Regions from separate parts of the Mus musculus genome. Here region 1 is linked to region 2. Evidence: chromatin contacts called from public promoter capture Hi-C data. All regions are on one chromosome and are shown on one strand. The core of a region is the stretch at or near the end of the contact, and the rest is flanking DNA. Distances in the headings are between cores, read along the strand shown.

Region 1 (6,640 bases), core at 3,129-5,628, about 13 Mb before region 2:
AAGAGCATATCTTTGAAAAATCAGAAGTCAACTTCTGGGCTGAGACTCTGACCTTCGTGAAATCCCTGTGTAGGCAACTCTTCCATCTCCTCTGTCAATCTGGCTGGCAGTCCCCTCACTCCCAGAAGCTCTGTCACTTGCAAAGGATAGCATCAGAGCAGAGTCACCTCATCTCTCAGCTCTTCAGAGAACTTCCACTCTCAGCTGAGTTTTTGAAGACAGTGGAATACACGAGGCTGCGCATTCAGGAGGAAAGGACTTTGGCTGTCCTGAGGCTGTTGGCCTGCCTGGAAGGAAAGGAGGGTCTCAGAGCCGAAGACTGCCCTAGGGAATGGAGACAAGTAATGGCCCCAAGAACAGAAGCAGCATGCTGAAGAAAGGTGGCTGGGCCTCAGCTCAGGTCTGCAAGACACATACATGGTGGACACCAATTGAAACTCTTTTCCTCAGGTGCCTCCCCACTTCTGGGAGTCTAGGCTTCTGTCCCTTCCTACTGAGGACCTTGTCTGCAGCACACTCATTCAAGGCAACCCAATTAGTTGCAGCTACCTAGGAAGTGAAGCTGCTGTCTGCAGGTTTACTGTCTCCAGGTGCAAGCCACCTGCAGGCCTGAACTAGTCAGTTCTATCCCAAAGCCAGCGCCCATTTCCCCATACACTGACTGCATTGAATTCAGTCTTAGCTTACATGTCTCTCTCTCTCTCCCTCTCTCTCTCTCTCTCTCTCTCTCACACACACACACACACACAGTGCTCTTTCTCTCTCTCTCACACACACACACACACACAGTGCTCTTTTGTTTGGTTTTGTTTAGCAAATACCTATTTGGTCATATTTATAAACTTTTATTCCATTTTAGTAAAGGGTATGTTTGATTCTGGGAATATTAAGAACCTACAACATGCAAATACTTGCATTTTACTATCTACCTGCCCAAGTCCTTCAGTGGTCCATATTAAGAGTCCCCACTGTCTTACCCAGAAATGCCTGCGAAGGCTAGGAACCCTTGTCACCCATCACTGGCCTCAGCTATTGGACAGAGCCTGGGGAAAGGGAAGCCTGAGCAAATGCTTAATTCATTCGGTGCCACCACTGTACACCGTCCTGTGATTGGTGGAGACAGCAGAGTGCCAAGAAACACATTTACCCACTTTAGGTGATTCCATATAGAAACCGGAAGGGTTTGTCACTTCAGGCCCAGCCCAGCTGGCATCCTCGAACACCAGCAGGTGGCGCTCTTGCACACATTATGCTGCTGGTCTAGCGCTTTTAGCCTACTCTTTTAAAACTTTTTAAAACTATTATCAGCACCTGTACATGATAGGAGGGCACCCATGCCCCAGCATGGATGTCTGAGGAAGTTGAGGGACAACTTTATAGAGCCAGCTCTCTCCTCCCGCCTCTGCATGGGCTTCAGAGATCGACTCAGGCTCAGGCTTGCAGAGCACGCACGTTTATCCACTGAGCCGCATCATGTGGCCCAGCTTACCATGCTACGTGTGCTTCCAGAGTACGTGACACCCGCAGACGCTTGCCTTCAATTCACGGCGTGGATGTGTTGCTGTAGTGTGATCCACATTCCCAGTTATCCACAAAGACCATGCCAGCCATAGAAGGAACTTGTAGGGCCTATAGCTATGTTCAGATACTTCTCAGTGAGTAGTCACTTAGAATCATGAGGAAAAGGGAGAGAGGCATTCTATATGCTAGCTCCTCCTGCAGAGACGCTGACATTTCACATGTAATTGGTCTCAGAAGAAAACCATCCTGCACCACAGAAACACGGCTGTGCTGGAGTAGAGACCTGTACGCAGGGAGAGGGAAGTCAGGAGCTGTGTCCTTCCTGGCCATGAAGAGGAACAGAAATCCCCTGGGTGGTCTTAGAAACACTCAGCACCCTGGGGTCTGTGTGGCCCTGTAGTAATTACCTAGTTAGGCAGTGCAACCCACTGCTGATGAAAAATTGAAAACCTAACATTGTTTAGTTTGTTTTGGGCTTTGCTTTTAGTTTTCTGAGTCAGGCTTGCTATTTACACTAGGCTGGCCTCAAACTTGTGTTAATCCTCCTGCCTTTGCCTCCTGAGTGCCAGGATTCCAGGCATACACCACTATACCCAGCATTACACTACTTTAAGATCTAGTTGGTGAGAGGGGCTGGTGGTGACAACCTTGGGAGATTAATTCTGAACAGGACCCAACCTTCCCTCTCCCCTTCCATCTAAAATGAAATAAAAGCAGTTACATGACAATAAAACCATCTCACATTGGCAGGCATGCTGTCCCAAAGCATGTTTCAGAGCAGGCTTATGTTATCTCCAAGTCCATCCTACCAAGTCTGCCATTAGCTGGGACTTACCCCAGACTTGGATCTTGGCTGGCTGTGGCCAATCTGGGAGGACAGGAGGGATGGATGGCTCCACAGGTGGGCTTGTATCTGCAATCCTGCTAGCAGTAGCTAGGGGAACGACTGCTGCATGCTTTCCTGAGAGAAACCAGGAAAACCTTAGTCACAGCCTCATGCTTACATTTGGGGTCCTTTCAGCCACAGAACCCAGCAGTAATAGGGGCAAGAGCAACGTGGGTGGGAAGAGTGAAGCAGCCATCTTCCCTAAGTCACTACACTTGAGGGTCCTAAGATCTGGGTGGCCCCTTGCTCAGACCACAGCCAAAAGCCAGTTTGCTTTAATATATAAGATGGTGAGGGCTTTGTTCCTTTATAGGGGTATGGTCTCACTCTCACACTAAGCTGTGCAAGGCTAGCCTAAAACTCACCACAGTTTGTGATTAGTGCTAGGACTATAGGCATGAACCACCGTACCCAACCCACTCAGCACTACGTCCAAGACACTACAGTCTTCTGGCAGCCATTGGCTCTACCTACAGGGGCAGCATGCACTGCAGTGTGGCCAAATGCACCTGGACTCAGGAGCCTTTGAGTGACAGATCTACCTCCTTAGCTTCAAGGTTAACTGATACAGCCCAAGTGCACACTGGACTGGGTCAACCAGACAGGAAGAGCAACATGGGAAGGATGTAGTTGGTCAAGCAGCCTTCTCTGGCAACTACTGGGCCTTCCACCCAGGGCAACCCGGACTGCCAGCTGGGTGAATTCATGGGCCCAACTCCAGCTTTTGGCAGCCAGTATGAAGTGTAGGGATAAAGGGTTCTGGACCTGACCAGATGGGCCTCACGGGGTGGGGGTGGGGGTCGCTAGGTGTGTGGAGGTGTGTGTGTGTGAGACCCCTCTCAAAAAGAGCCAGGGGCCTTCTGGGACTGCTTTTTCCATGGAAAGCTGGTAGGAGTTGCACTAAAGGCAACCGAATGAGGACCTCTTTCCCCCAACCTGGGTGGTGGTTCAGCAATCACCGCCTCGCCTCCGGCAGCTCACACAAAGCTTAGATTCAATGCCGCGCCTCCCACAGCAGAAGGAGGAAGGTTGCAGGATTCGACAGGCCAAGGCTGTACAGGCGGGAAGCCTTGGCTAGGAGCTGCACCCACATCCCCGAGAGGAGGCCAGGCCAACCAGCAGGCACAAAGGTGAAGGAAGTGACTTCCTCTATGTCCACACTGCTCCTCCGACTTCCCTCTAGTCCCCTGGAATAGGCTTTCCCGCCCCGGACACCCCGCGCCACTCGGCGCCTTTGGCCCAGGCTCAAGGTCTTGTGATGTGATTAGCAAAGCCAGCGCCTTGTCCTCAGACACTCGGCTCTGCCCCACAGGCCGCAGCGCTCAAGTCCTGTTTACTGAGCCTGGGCGGGGAGAGGGGCGGAGAAACGCGCCAATGCTCCTCCAGGCTGGCCGCTCCCGCCCCCACCCCTACTGCGTCTCCACGTGCAGCCGGGCCGGAGCTGCCACCTACGGGACAGGCCGCGACCCCCGTTCCTAGTCCCAAGCAACTTGGCCAAGCGCACCATTGCTGTTTTGCTGTTCCCGCGCGCGGAGCAAAAACTAGGATGGGAGATAAAAGCTGCGCCAGTCGGCCCAGCCGGATCGGGCGAGGAAAGGCACGTCCCGGGTAGCCCCGTCCTGGGCAGATAGAACGTGTACGTGCTTTCCAACGTTATACTCGTAGAGGCGGAGGAGAGCGAGGTATTCCCGCCGCCGCCACCCAGCAGGACCCAAGGGGGCCGCACGCCCCACGCCGCTCGGGACGCCCAGGCTGCCCGCCCCTCCCCTCCCCTCTCCTCCCCTCCCCCGAAGGGGAAAAATTGGCGGCGACCAATGAGAAGCCGAGAAGGAGCCTGACGTCCGCGGGCTGGCGGGCGGCGTTGCCTGGAGACCCCGGCCGGTCAGCGTTCAGTCCCCTCCCCCGGTGCGCTTTGCCCCGCCGCCGCGCCGCTCCGGGGCTGTATAAAGGGCGCACGCTCTCAGGTCTCCGAGTTCCACCAGTCCGCGAGCTGCCGACGGCTCGGGCGGGGGGCGGGCCGGGGCGCCGAGCTGCGCTCTCGCTTCTCCTCTGCCCCCCACTCCGCGCCACGGCCTCCCGCCGCCGCTTCCTCGGCCGCACAAGCACAACTTTCCGTCCCTCCTTGGCCCTCGCCCGTTATTCATCTTGGTTCGAGTCTCGCCGTACCGAGGGCACCTCCCAACCTCCACGCTTGCAATTTCGACCATTACAGGACCCAGAAAAATGTCGACCACACTTCTGTCACCCTTCTACGATATCGACTTCTTGTGCAAGGTAAGCAGGCAGCCGGAAAGGATGGCGGACGGCCTGGAACCCTTTGGAGTTCCGAGACTTGCCGCCGGGCCGGGCCGAGGCGGGAGGGACCCTTCCAAGTTGACTTTGCGGGTGGAGGGAAGTCCTGGAGTTAGCAGGACTGTGTGCTTGCGACTGTGGGCGTGGAGAGAGCGAGTAGCGGCTGGAGCAGCCGTGCTCCTCCCGAACCGACCGCGGCCACGCTGCCGGGACTTCCCGGACAGCGTTTGCGCCGCCCACCCCGTGGCCACGGGCCCAGGATCACATGGCTAGACCCGGAGCGGCCGGGGTGGGCGTCCTCCACTCTCTCCGGCCTGCGTTTTGCGAGTGTAGCGGTGGAGGCTGAATCGGATCCCACCAGAAACCCCAACAAGTGGGCAGTTGGGACTAGGGCGTTCACTCTGCAGTTAGCCCCGACTCTCTTCCCCATCCGATTTTCATCCCGCTCCCGCTCCCCTCCCTTTGGCAGACGGAGAAATCCCTGGCAAACCTCAATCTGAACAACATGCTGGACAAGAAGGCGGTAGGGACGCCCGTGGCTGCTGCCCCCAGCTCGAGCTTCACTCCGGGCTTCCTGCGACGCCACTCCGCCAGCAACCTCCACGCGCTTGCCCACCCTGTGCCCAGTCCGGGCAGCTGCTCGCCGAAGTTCCCGGGCGCCCCTAACGGCGGCGGCAGCAGCTGTGGCCCCGCAGGCGGAGGCGGTCTGGCCTCCTACGGCCAGCTCAAGGAGCCTTCGGGGGGCAGCGGCACGGCGCTGGTCACCAAGGAGAGCAAATTTCGGGACCGCTCGTTCAGCGAGAACGGGGAGCGCAGCCAGCACCTCCTGCACCTGCAGCAGCAGCAGAAGGGGGGCAGCGGCTCCCAGATCAACTCCACGCGCTACAAGACGGAGCTGTGCCGGCCCTTCGAGGAGAGCGGCACGTGCAAGTACGGCGAGAAGTGCCAGTTCGCGCACGGCTTCCACGAGCTGCGCAGCCTCACCCGGCACCCCAAGTACAAGACAGAGCTGTGCCGCACCTTCCACACCATCGGCTTCTGCCCCTACGGCCCGCGCTGCCACTTCATCCACAACGCGGACGAGCGGCGGCCCGCGCCGTCGGGGGGCGGCGGCGCCTCCGGGGACCTGCGAGCGTTTGGCGCACGCGACGCGCTACACCTAGGCTTCGCCCGCGAGCCGCGGCCCAAGCTGCATCACAGCCTCAGTTTCTCCGGCTTCCCGTCGGGCCACCACCAGCCGCCGGGGGGCCTGGAGTCGCCGCTGCTGCTCGACAGCCCCACATCGCGCACGCCGCCGCCGCCCTCCTCCTCGGCCTCGTCCTGTTCCTCCTCGGCTTCTTCCTGCTCTTCCGCCTCGGCGGCCTCCACGCCCTCGGGCGCCCCGACGTGCTGCGCCACGGCGGCGGCGGCCGCGCTGCTCTACGGCCCCGGGGGCGCGGAGGACCTGCTGAGCCCCGGAGCGCCGTGCGCCTCCTGCTCGTCCTCCGGCGCTAACAACGCCTTCGCTTTCGGCCCGGAGCTGAGCAGCCTCATCACGCCGCTCGCCATCCAGACCCACAACTTCGCCGCCGCGGCCGCCGCCGCCTACTACCGCAACCAGCAGCAGGGCCTGACCGGTCCCGCGCCACCCCCGGCACAGCCCCCCGCGGCCCCCGCGCCGCCCTCCCCGCCCTTCGGCTTCCAGCTGCCGCGCCGTCTGTCCGAGTCGCCCGTGTTCGACGCGCCCCCCAGCCCCCCGGACTCGCTCTCGGACCGCGACAGCTACCTGAGCGGCTCGCTGAGCTCCGGCAGCCTCAGCGGCTCCGAGTCCCCCAGCCTGGACCCTGGCCGTCGCCTACCCATCTTCAGCCGCCTCTCCATCTCCGACGACTGAGGCAAGGGGGCGCCCGCGAGGGGTTGGGAAAGGCACAGCGGGGGCCACCGGTTGGGGAGGGCGACACT
Region 2 (6,657 bases), core at 113-2,612:
CATAATCATAAACAGGTTCCAAAGTCTAGCGGGTCATCCTGTGGCCGCCTTACTGTGGCTCGGCTTTAACCTTGTTTTTACGGGTCTGTCTCCTCCTGCCGGATCTCCACCGAGGTCACAAAACCAGAACAGCCACAAAGCCGAAACTGGAGACAGACACCGGCGGTGACGTCGCTGCTCAGCTTATTTACGTTTGGGGTTTTTCCCCCCCTCTATGGGGAAAGTCTTCTGTGACATGTGACAGTTGCTTTTCTTTGCTTTTTTTTTTTTTTTTTTTTTTTTTTTTTTTAAACAACCGGGCATAGGTGAAAACTAGACCCAGAAGTGCGGGCGTGCGCGTCTCGAAGTCAGCCATAACAGCATCTGGCTTGTATTTGGGGAGGGGACGATTCTCGATTCTTCGTTCAACTCTTTGGAGCTCCCCTCTCAAGCAAAATAAACCAATAGGAATGAGTGTTTATTTAATGGCTAGTTTCTGTTTGAAATACTGAAGGGTGTCCTCTGGTGGGATATTAGCACACAAAGTAGACACTGTTTACTGAAACAGATGAGCAGTCCCGGCGTAGTCCCCCATCTTTTTAAAAAGGCGCGTGGGGGTGGGGGAGTCGCAGTGGGGCACACGCGCGCTCTGGCCGTCCCCCTAGCCCAGACGTTTAAAGAGCATGTGAGCATGACAAGTGTCTATTCGCAACGTGTTAGATTTCGAAACTGCCTTGCAATCCAATCCGGAACTCAGAGCTTTAGCCCGGGGGAATAGACATTTGCCCACGGTGACTATGTCTGCCTCCCCCCACCCCCACTGTCGCTGTTGGCAGAAGAGTCCACGAGGAGGAGGGTGCGCTGTGCCGCGCCCGCGTGTCAATGGCAGCTGCGCCTTCTGGAAGAAGTTGATTCTTGTCTGGAATACTTTTCCTTCGGTGCCCCACCCCTTGAATCAGAAGCTGCTGCCTCCGGCGGCTGGAGCAGAGACAGTGAAGTTTGGGGCAGCTGTCAAAAACAAGGATGGGGGTGTCTTTTCTTCTCTGGGGTGGACAGAGGAGATGTCCTTAAACCTCTCTCCATCCTTTACAAACTAAATGCACTCTTCGCTAGCCCGGGGAGGAAAGGCCCCAAAAGAGAAACCAGTGTGGCCGCTGAGAGCTGAGGGATGGAGATGGTGCTCTCGCCACGGGCAGGCAGGCATGACCCTGCTTCTGGGTTCCGCCAGCGCGTAGAGGGACGGGTGATCTCGGCCCCCAGGCCCAGGGTTGTGGAGCTGGAAGGTGCGGGGGAGGGGCAGAGGAGCGCGGCGGGGCGGGCGGGGGACGGGGCGGGCGGTTGGGGGCGGAGGCAGGACCTCCTGTACCTTCCCTCTGCTCTCTCACTCTGACAGCGCCGAGGTGCGCCGAGTGGAGCGGGAAACAAAGGAGCTGAGTAGGGAGGGAGGGAATTGGGCCAGGGAGAACCCCCGGCTGGCTGCCAGAAGATCCCGACTGGAGGAAGCCCAAGTGTCACTTGAATTCCAACCCAGAAGCCAGCGCCTGAGACCGGAGCACCTTGTTTAGCAATAGTGGTTGGAACACTCTCTTGTAAGTTACCGGAGCACTAGTATAGGAGGAGGATCATCGACTACCCTCCCGCCACTCCACGGCTGCTGGCTCCTAGAAACCCCAGCTTCACCTCTCACTGGGACTCGAGTTCCAGAATGAAAAGCAAGAAGGGTAAGGTGGCGGCGGGCTGTGAGCGCCCGGGGCACCAGTGCGGGACATGTGCGGGCCGCGCCGGATCGGGAGAACACTGACTTGATGGGACTTTTCGGACCAGTGGCTCCCCGGCTGGATTGGTGGCTGTTCTCTTTGTTGAGGCTGTGTCTCTGATGGCAGTTGGTGTTCTTTTCCTTCTAGACACAACCCGAGGGGCTGTTGTGGGGAGGCTGAGCCGCGCCACGCTGTTGGCACGTTGTCAAGAACCACGCTCAGCGCCTTGTTTGTACGCCTCCAAGTTTCATTGTCTTCCTGACACCCCATGCTCGGCCCAGGCGCCGCGTGGTTTCTAGTGCCGTTTCTGGGGCAGGGCTTTGCGGTTGATGTTCTAGGAGACCCTGGCACCTCGCTTTTCCCTGTGGGGGGTCCTTGGCGAATTCCAGTCGCCTTACCTTTTGTCTAAAAGTTTGTAGTTCCGGGTGTTCTCTCACTCCTCGCCGGATCCTGGCAATGTTTTTTTTTTTTTTTTTTTTAAAGAGATGTGTTTTTCACTATCAAAGGAATGTGATCCGGGACCCCCACACATATCGCCCTAGGGCGAGCATAGCTTTGGAAAGATGGACTTTAAAATTTTTACTAGTTTCTGAAAGTTTTCCCACGATGAATTTAGGACCGCGTGTGCTGTTAGAACACAAGTACCATGCAGTCGAAAACTGTCCAAGTGTGACAAGCAGGCTTGGTTGTAAGTGCAAAAAGCGAGGCTGTCATTGTTTCCACCAAAGCTTTACAACTAAAACTTGCCGTCAGTCTGGTTTAAAAACAAAACACACTGGGGAGGAAGGGGGGAAAAAAAAAACCCAAAAGGTCAAAGACTGTGAAGTCCCTTTTGAAGCTAACTTTGGAGTCCCTGACTGGGAGGTCCCTCGAGTGTTCCAGTCGTGGACTGGAGTTGGCTTTTTTTGTTGTGATTTATGTGGAGTGGTTCAAAACAGAAGTTAATCGCTTGGAGAAGCGGGCGGGGGGAAGGGGGCGCTGGTGCGCATGCCCGGGAGCTTCCTCGAGTTTGTTACTCCACATTCTTTCAGACCTAGACCGCGACTGCAGTTCCAACGGAACACGGTTATAGCAGCTGCCGCCAAACACGCTTCCTCACGGGGTTTCTCCGCGCTTCCTACCTTAGAGAGTTGGGTGGATGTTATTCTGTGAGAGACCCCGAAACATACGGAACTCATGAAGACCCCGGGTACTTGGTTAAGTAGGCCTCCTTGCTCCTTTCCACCCTGGGACAGTCAGAGTGTGGGCGCTCTGAGTTGGGGGACAGTTTAACTGAGCTCTGGGGAAAACTTAGGGATCTTCTCAAGACCTCTGTCACCCCTTGACGTGGCTGACAGATCTAGACCCCCGTGGGAGGCATTCCGCTCCAATAGCACCTCAATGAGGGTAGTTTGGTTTTGTGTGGCTCCGGGGTGCGGGAATGCAAAACTGGGTTTCCGTGGGTGGGGAGGAAGGCTGACGACTAGCTTCCCATTCAGGCTCCACCCTCTTGGGTGTCCCCTTCCCCAGATGCGAGGTCCCCAGCCCAAAGAGCGTGGGTTCCCCAAGTCAATCCCCCCGACTCATGGAAACGATGAACGGTGACGTGTTGGAGAGGAAACTTTGCTGAGACCGATTTCGAGTTTCTCATTGGGAGAGCTGAGACTGCTAAGGTTGTCCTGGCTCCTTTTCCCTTTTTTAGGCTTCCTCGGCACTGGGTCTGGGAAGGGGGCAGACCCTTGAGGATATGAACCGCACCGCCCCATTTCTTTACTTCCTTAGGGACCAGGGGCCAGCTCCGTTGCTAACTTGTACAGTTAGCAGGCGGGCTTCAGTTGGGGCTGAAGAACAAAAGCTGCTTGCTCTCTCCTCTTGCCCCTCCCTCGGCTGCAAGCCTCCACAGCCCTGCCTCCCACTGTCTGAAATTACCTGGGAGGGGAGGGTGAGCTTCCCTGCCTGTCCTTGGGCCTGGACTGCTTAAACCTGTCCCGCCTATTGTCTGTTTTAGGAAAGTGAGCATCTTTCAACAAAGACTGGTATATGGTAATAGAGTGCCCTCTGTAGAAAGCCGAGACCGCCCGAAAAGAAAGAGCTCCAAAAATGGCTTCAAAGCAGGCTGGAAGAGGGCTCGCTCAACTAGGAAAATCACCAAGTGTCCTCTCGGGGTCTCCAAGCCTGTTGAATCTGTTTAGGGCTGAACTGGCTGGGTCACTTCCAGCCAGCTGTGGATTTAGTGCCTTGGATGTAAAGTTCCATCCGAGTTACTTGTCCATAGGGAAGAGACTAATTAGGTTTGGTTTTCCCTTGATCTTTTTCCCCCATATTCTTTTTCTAGTCTCCAAGATATCCAAGTGCTTCCCCACCCCCCACCCTCCCAACTTCCATGTTTCATGACTTCAGAAAAAGAAAGTGAAGAAGCAAGATTTGCTTCCTAGAGCCGTGGGTTCCACGGGCCATCTTGTGGCTTTCGGAACAACATTTCCTTGTATGTGGATGGAGTAAGAGGATTCCGAATCTGTCCCACACCCACCTCTCCCTCCCCAACCGCATTTTTTTTTTTCAAAGTGTAAGCAAAGCGAGATGATTGGAAACAAGTCCTAACTGGGAAACTTTTCAAAAGCTCTGTTACAGTAGGAAATGAGTAACGAGGAAAAAAGTCTTTGTTTTTCCAAGTCGAGCCATAATCGGGAGGGAGTTTTAATGAAAATAGCCTTGACAGTAGCAAACGTGATCTCGCAGCACTAAACGGATCAGCTGGTGTGCCCAAGGCACCAAGTCTTAAAACTTCCCCGCTTCCTTCATCCTTTGTGCATGCTTTGGAAATACTTGTAAAGAGGTCTAGGGGTCTGGCTTTCTTTTTTTTTTCTTTCTCAAATGAACAGAGTCGGCAGTTTGGTGTTGCTTAACAGAAACCTGCTTTGTGTCCCTAACCTATTCTGAAAGACCGCGCTTCTTGTCAAACTCCAAGCAGGCGGATCAAAGGGCAGGCTTTAGGGGGTTTTTGTTTCAAGCACTTTGTTATTGCCAATTTACAGTTGGGAATTAACTGTTCAATGAGCAAATTTTCACACTTTTCCCCTCCTAGATTTAAGAAGAGGGGGAAGGAAATAAGTAGTGTTGAAGAATGTCTGGCTTTTCTGAAGTTGGGGGAGTTGAAGCAAATTGCTTTATTCAAATGTACTTAGTTACCCAATTAACCTGGCATGTTTAAAAGTTAGTTTTCCTTGGTTACCAAAGCAAATGTGAAACTCATTTGTAATCAAAGGAGGGTTTTTGGGTTTTTTGGTTTTTTTTTTTTTTTGTAATTAATAGTTTTTCACTCATTTCAATATGGGTGTTTTGTTTTGTTTTTTATTTAAAGTTTCTCAGATTCTGAACAATGAAAGCTCTTTCAGGTTTAAAATTGCCCTTTCTTTAGACTTTCTTTTCTTGAAACAGATTGATTTCATCTTCAGGAAGGAATCCTTCAATTGCATGGCAGTTAAAAATGGAGGTGTTTGTGGTTTATTTGTGGCAGTTTGTTGAGCCTTAAGCTACAGTGAATTTGCAAAATCATCCGCGTCTTTTGTTAGAACCTGCTTTTACTTTGTCTTTGCGGGCTTTGAGTGTTTCCTGTAGGAACTCCTTCTAGCACCTTCTGCCCCCTGCAGTCCAAAGCTAAAAATGTGTCAACAAAGTCAGCCTGCTCCCAGTTGTAAAATAAATTCCTTTAAAAATTCACGGAGTTGATGTATCAATGTGAAGAATATTCTGGTTTTATTTCCTAGATCAGTAAAGGGACTTAATTAGGATTGGAGGGAAAAAAAGCTATACAAAGTTAAAGAAAAGACCTTTGAGATGAACAGAGACAGTCTCACAGATGCCTGGCTTGTAGGTTTGAAAGGAGTTAATAGCATTTCTTAGAAGTGTTCTAAACTTCAAAATGTCTATCAAAGTCCAACTGGCCGGAATTGTCACTGAGCTCTGATTGAAATATTCTGTAGGGTTTGGATTCTTAACATTTCTGGTGGGATTAAAGTACCACCAAAATAGCTTTTTTGGTGGGTTGCACATATTCAATTTTCTTTGTCACGTAAGAATTAAGGACTGATGGGTAGCATTTAGGTTCATATCTAATTGACAGTCTTAAAAAAACCTTCAAGTATATAAAAATGGACGGTGCTTGCTTTAACAGCAAGCCTTTCACGAAAGGAGAGAAAAAAGCATATAAGATGTCCTTGTTCACTGGATTGCTGTCTCTCATGAGTGATGGATGACCTTAAAGACAAGGTTGTGAGGGCCATTCCCCACACTGCCCGGCACCCTTCGTGTTCCAGGCCTTTCCTTGGACACCTTGGCCCCGACTGAAAACTTCACACTCAGTAGTTGAAAAATCACAAGGATGTGGAACAGTCTAAGGAAGTGACTAAGTTTCCCTGCTGGTGAAAGCAAGTGACCGCGGGCCTTGTCCTTTCTCAGGTCTTGTTGCAGCATCTGGCAGTGACTCTGAGGATGAAGACAGCATGGACAGTCCCCTGGACCTTTCCTCATCAGCAGCCTCTGGCAAGAGAAGGAGGAGAGGCAATCTGCCCAAGGAGTCAGTCCAGATTCTGCGAGACTGGCTGTATGAACACAGATACAACGCCTATCCCTCAGAGCAAGAGAAAGCACTGCTGTCCCAGCAGACACACCTGTCCACACTACAGGTAAGGAGAAAGATAAAAGTTTGTGCCAGAATTTGCCCCGTAAGGTGTTGGGGTTCCAGCCCAGATTTGAACTATGCCCCTAACCTATACATACACTTTCTTCTTTATTTACAGACAATTTATAGCATTCCTGTGTGCCAGGCTATAAGCTCTTCTCTGGTGCCTAGTAGAGGGAGGGAGGGAAGAGAGAGAGAAACAGGATCTTTTCATTGTAAACTTTATAGGGTGAAAAGGTAATAATTGGCTATTTAATAGAG

The links. Promoter capture Hi-C pulls out the DNA fragments that hold promoters and counts their contacts.
Region 1: a promoter capture Hi-C map of pre-B cells shows a contact between it and region 2, with 7 times the contacts expected there. The contact joins the promoter of Zfp36l2 here to the promoter of Tgif1 in region 2. A contact is called at or near these places in 2 of 39 promoter capture datasets (cranial neural crest and pre-B cells).

What each region holds. Positions count from the first base shown.
Region 1 is chr17:84,185,685-84,192,324 of GRCm38.p6, reverse strand. It overlaps Zfp36l2 (zinc finger protein 36, C3H type-like 2), which reads left to right and starts at 4,378. Exons shown (of 2, transcript NM_001001806.2): 1 at 4,378-4,681; 2 at 5,169-6,640. The coding sequence starts at 4,631. The coding sequence ends at 6,572. It overlaps Thada (thyroid adenoma associated), which reads left to right. Exons shown (of 38, transcript NM_183021.3): 38 at 1-2,269. The coding sequence ends at 374. It overlaps Gm36279 (a long non-coding RNA gene), which reads right to left and starts at 137. Exons shown (of 4, transcript XR_385852.4): 1 at 53-137.
Region 2 is chr17:70,845,915-70,852,571 of GRCm38.p6, reverse strand. Tgif1 (TGFB-induced factor homeobox 1) reads left to right here and starts at 1,362. Exons shown (of 3, transcript NM_009372.3): 1 at 1,362-1,700; 2 at 6,174-6,400. The coding sequence starts at 1,685.